2 separate regions of the Sus scrofa genome follow, and region 1 is linked to region 2. The links are chromatin contacts, called in public HiChIP or PLAC-seq maps. All regions are on one chromosome and are shown on one strand. The core of a region is the stretch at or near the end of the contact, and the rest is flanking DNA. Distances in the headings are between cores, read along the strand shown. Region 1 overlaps ARID5B (AT-rich interactive domain-containing protein 5B). Region 2 holds the start of ARID5B (AT-rich interactive domain-containing protein 5B).

Region 1 (2,700 bases), core at 68-2,567, 85 kb before region 2:
TGGAAAAAGTATGCATGTTCCTTCCTGCACCTAATTACCTCAACTGAAAAATCTGCCAAGTATTTTGCCCTTTGGTTCTCTTAATCGTATTAGGGCAAATGCATTTGGATGCCAATAGAAACAAACATTTAAAGATTTTCACTTAAAAGATTCCAAATATGTATGAAGGCTAGGTTGGAGACACAATGTCCCTCATCCTTCAAAGACAATATATAGTGTTCTTTTTTTTTTTTTTTTTCCCAAGCAGATATGAGTTTGCTCATGTTATAAAAACTGATGTCTAGTTTTGAGACAATTTAAGTAAAATAATGTCAATATGAGAGGCTCTTACAATGATTTATGCTTCTTTCTGTTACTTTATTACATTAGACATTCCTGTCTCAAAGCTTTATACTTTTTACTGTGCTCCTAGCAACGAACCAAAGGCAAAGCATCAACTTTATACACCTGGCACCATTCCAATTCTTACTGCTATTGACAATTATATTGAAGTTTCCATTTAATTGCTGCTCTGTTGTGACACTGAATATTTGTCATAATTAGGCATTTCCTATTTTCCATCCATTCATTTTTGATTATTACTGAAAATGAAAAAAAAATTTTATTCCAGAAAACCTAAGCATGAAAATTCTCCAGATAAGAGTAGCTACAGCTGTTACTATCATTACCAACATTGTAACATGCAGCAAAAAAAAAAAAAAAAAGAAAGAGAGAGAATATAATTTCTCGGAAGGTAATTTTCCTTTCAGTCTAAGTGCTCTTATTCATCTTACAGTTACTCAATGATTTCCTGTTCTAATTACAGGACATTATACAGAAAGACATTTGTAAAAGGAAAATGCAGCAGTGCCTATGACTAAATAGCCTGAATTGGTTGAAAGTGTTTAAAATTCAAAGTTGTACCTCAACTTTATCAATTCCTGGTTACAACTCTGTGTAGACGTGCACTATGCCCCCACTATATTTCTGAATCTCTCATAAGGCAGTCAAATTAGTACACGAAGTTAGTGCACATCAAAGGGGAAAATACAGTTGCAGTTAAACTGATGTTGAAGAGCTGAGGTGGAGGAAGATCAGTTAGTTGTATGTGTGTGTTTTCTCATCAAAGCTGTTGAATTGGAGGCATGCCAAGACAAGGAGTGGAAAATGTTAATAATAAAAATAAATTAAATGCCTGATTAAAAGGGAGAACGAACAAGATTCCATCCGGAATAGAAATGAAAATGCCACAAACTATTTCATAAAAACATACTGTGACGTCAATTGCACATCAGTATTGCACTGTTGTGGTTATTTTGAGAAATGGTTTGTACTGTAAGTCAGCTGGTGCTGCCCCACCCTTAATGATTTTGTAATTCTCTACACAGTAAGCAAGTGGGGCAGCTCTGAGATTGCTAAGACAGAAAACAGACCTAGCCAAACAGAACTGACAATAAAAAGATAATGTACTTTTAACATAACAGAACAAAAAGATTGGCTTTATTAGCTGAAAAAAAGCCCCTCCTTTAAATGGTCCCCAGCTTGCCATTTGTTTTGATAAATGAAAAGACAGATCTTCCCAGGATAGGCAACAAAAACACCACTGGAGAACTTATAAAAAGAAAATGTGGGAAAATATATCAGGGCATGGTTGCAAACAGAACAAAGAATATTTCAAATGTAAAACCCAGGGTTTCAACCGGCTGTCTCCAAATGCAAGCTGCTTCAAACGGATGGACAAATATAAAAATATGTACTAATATGCTAATCTCAGCTTTTGCCCTATATTATTGCTTCATCAATCTAAAAAAAAACAAAAACAAACAAAAAAACAACAACAAAAAAACAAAAACAGAAAGCTAAACTAAAACTGAATGCTGCCCTCACTCCAAGGAATAAATGAACCTGCTGGGAGGTAAAGCCAGCCCCACCCGCAAACTGAAGAAGTGACCACTGAAGCCACGTTCAAGAGCCGCACTACACTTCTTCCTGAGAATTTTGCATGCTCTTCTCAGCCATATTTAAATGTCACCCAAGTCAGATATTGTGCAATAGCTATATCTACTGGTGAGACCACGTGGCTAGGCTGACATGTAGGTAAAAGTGGTGCCCACAAGTGGGGTGTGATTCTAAGGGGCCTGATCTACCTTAACATGCCTTCCTTTCACAGGGTTAACTGTTAGGCTACAGACAACCATTCACTTTTAGTATAAATGAGTTTCAGAGTCTTAATAAGAAAATATAAAGAGCCCACAAGAACACATAGCAGCCATTGCTTAAACAAAATTTCTTCTCCTCTATAGCTGGGTCCAAGGTTTTCTCACAGATTAATTTATGCATTTATTTATTTACCGATGGCCCAGAAAAGGCTATTAGATTTGAACTTAGCTCAACTCAACCCTCTCTAAGAAGCCACCTTGTGGGAAGCCACCTCCAAGATCCAGTTAACCCCCTATGGTTACCATGACAAAATTGCTATAAGAGAAGGAAACTTGACCATCATTAGCACAACTGGTCTTAAAAATCATCTTAACTTCTGCCATCTTTCCCCTTAAAATATCTACTCAGTCTTTCATTTTTCATGTTGTAACTTAACACCTTCCATCACAGCAAGAATCACAATTCCATTACTGCAGCAGCCATGTAACATTTGAGAGGCCCTCCTGAACCCCTAAACTCATAAATAAACCAAATTAAGGTATGATACTGGACAAATCAATA
Region 2 (2,700 bases), core at 51-2,550:
AAGGAGTCGATCCTGCTCGCCTGCAGAAGTGAATACAGTATTTTCAAGCTTGCCCTGTAATAAGCATTACTGGGGGAAAAATAATAAAGGAAGAAGAAAGGGAGATATAAGTTTACCACCTCGCCATGGTCGCTATTTCTGCCCTGGGGAGTGTCTTCTGGGAGGAAATAAAGTTTAGAGCTGGATAAAAGTTGCCGGCTGGTCCTCTCTTCCCACAACAGCTGGAGCTCCGCTATGCAAATCGGATCCTTTGGCGTACATCTTACAAAGAAAAAGTCGCCAAGGGACAAAATTCTTGGTTTGCCTTCAAGGTGGAATTGAAAAGCCTTGTAGAAAATGTAAGGTCCGTGCAAGCCACACGGTGAGCCGACCCACTGCAGGGGAAAAAAGCACCAAATAAATAATGTAGCCATCAGAGCACAAACGTCTATTCCCAGACATATTTACACACAGACATCCACACTCTTAATACAGAAGAGGCAACAGATATAAAGCTGGGTGGAAAATAATAGAGCCCACAAAATTTCTGCCTCCCTTAAAAGAAAAAAAAAAAACCCTCAGCCCCCCCCCCCCCCCGCCACCTCTCCCTACCTCTCCATCTGAGGAGGTAAAATTACATTATGTATGTATGATCGGTGCAGGGATTTTTTTAAACAATAAAAATGATTTGGGGGGATGCAGAGGGTAAAAGTTTGGTGAAAAGTTTGTGGGGGGTGTGGGTGGGTGCAGAGGTGTGGGTAAGCTGGGGGCCTGGGGGGTGCCGGGGGGGTGCCGGGATCGGAGGAGCGGAGAAGAGCGAAATACCTGGAGTGAGTTGGGCTCCATCTCGACGTTCTGAATTGATTGAACTCAACATTCTCTCCAAACTTGTTGGCTTGAATGGATTGCATCAGGTCCTGGCAGGGAAAAACATTCTCTGCCTTCAGCTGGCGTAATGTCTCAATATAAAACTAAGCCCTTGCCTCCCCCCCAGCACCAAAATGATTGAAAATATGTCCTAATATTTCTCTGACGACTCAATTTTCAGCTCCTGTCAGAACTGTGTAGGGTTCCTTCCAAATGTGGGTTGATCAAATTCATAATCGGGAGAAAGGCTCCGTCCAATCTCGGCGGGAAGCGGATGGATCAAGGCAAAAAACATATAGGAAGGTTTGTAAAAATAAAATCTACTCTTAAATTGTGCAAAGATGAGATCTCCCTCTTCTCTGTCTCCCTTGTCTAGGGGTATCGTTTGGTGAGATTTTTTGGAGGAGACAAGAGGTAGCGAGCTCCGCTGTGCATCTGACAGGACCTGCTTGTATATGTCTAATATAAAGAACATTTCCTGCAGAGATTCCGGGGCGCTGCTCCTCTTTCTAATGCTCCTTAGCAGATTTGCTGTTATTAGACATGTAGATTTGTTTGATAGTTAAATTACGCTTCCTCACTGCCATGTTTTCGAGAACTAATCTGTTAAATTATCTTTTGATGCCTATTTACATGGAAGAGAAAAGTGGGTTATCGATTATATAAACATATAAATATTAATGCATTTGTTCGCTTCGCAAAAAAAAACACTCAGCAAAAAAAAAAAAAAACAGAAAGACAAGTGAGCAGTGCACACACATTTCAGGATTTTGCAAACAATATTGAACGGACAGCGACTGCATTTAGGGACTGGAACAATAAACGATGCATGATAAATCAATAAATGCGAGCAGCGAGTCTGCTCGGAATATGAATTCAGGCTCCCGGTTCTGCGTGTGCATTCTTTAATTTTGAAGTATATACACTAGTACGTGTTTACAATGCTGATGGACGCCAAGGGCGCTCTCAAATGATAATGTGTTTATATAACCCAGCGCTACAGGAATAATATACCGACTCCTACCCCACCCCCAACCCCTCCCCCGCCAAAAAAGGGAGGGGAGCTTCCTCAATAATAGTTTGAAACTGAAAAAATCCATTTGCAAACTAGTTAAATACAACCAGAAATTAAGCTGTTGAAAACCGGGGGCATGAACCGTAAGACAATAAAGGCTTTAAATGTGTATATTTATTGTTCTGGAGCCCTGGAGCATTGCGAGGTTTGCATGCACGGCTATTATGCAAACACAGAGAAACTTAAGAGCGACAGAACAAGGAACAGGCAGAGACTGCAAAGCCCTCGCTCGCTCCGACCCAGCTGCCGGTCCTCCGCCAGGCTAGATTGCATTTTCGCAGTGTTGATGTAAAATGGTGTACTCGCTTCCCCCACGCTCCCCCACCCCCTTCTCGGCTCTCCTCCCACTCCTTTCAGTATACCCCCCCCCCGCCTCCGATTTTATTATATTGGCACCAATCTTTCCAAAGTGGGTCTGGCATGCTAAAAAAGTAAACATGTACTATATGGGGAATAAGGTCTGTTATAGTATGACAGTTGAAACTTGATCTGTGATAAAATTACAGGATGTTGAAATTACTAGTAAGCTATTTTTAACGCTTTCGCAACGTTTCACCTCTAGTCACAGCATCTAGTTGAAACAGGATTACTTTAATGAAAATTATATTCACATGGCTGAAGTTAATACACCCGGCAGAGCACAAATGCCTCATATTCAGTGACTTGAGGTGGAAAGACCCTCTCTGTGTATTTTTATGCCTTTTCATAACGTCTGAGTCCGATGCAGTAAGAATTAGGGCACTTAACATTATCTAAACCACATTTTTGATTCAGAACAT

The links. HiChIP or PLAC-seq counts read pairs in DNA pulled down with a chosen protein or histone mark.
Region 1: a contact with region 2 is called in an H3K27ac HiChIP or PLAC-seq map of alveolar macrophages. The contact joins the enhancer-like site here to the promoter of ARID5B in region 2. A contact is called at or near these places in 1 of 5 promoter capture datasets (liver), 16 of 47 Hi-C or Micro-C datasets (alveolar macrophages, blood, embryonic fibroblasts and 8 more) and 2 of 2 datasets of contacts at active chromatin or transcription factors (alveolar macrophages and skeletal muscle).

What each region holds. Positions count from the first base shown.
Region 1 is chr14:65,491,973-65,494,672 of Sscrofa11.1, reverse strand. The region is part of intron 3 of ARID5B (AT-rich interactive domain-containing protein 5B); the gene reads right to left. Among named protein-coding and RNA genes, the nearest start is that of ARID5B, 85 kb to the right of the region's middle. Within about 2 kb of position 1,317, at least 34 of the 83 cell types and tissues checked have an H3K27ac peak or open chromatin away from gene starts, as enhancers often do. A contact at or near this core is called in alveolar macrophages, liver, mesenteric adipose tissue and 3 more, where this site is marked.
Region 2 is chr14:65,407,203-65,409,902 of Sscrofa11.1, reverse strand. It overlaps ARID5B (AT-rich interactive domain-containing protein 5B), which reads right to left and starts at 1,300. Exons shown (of 10, transcript XM_021072755.1): 1 at 805-1,300; 2 at 120-374. The coding sequence starts at 825.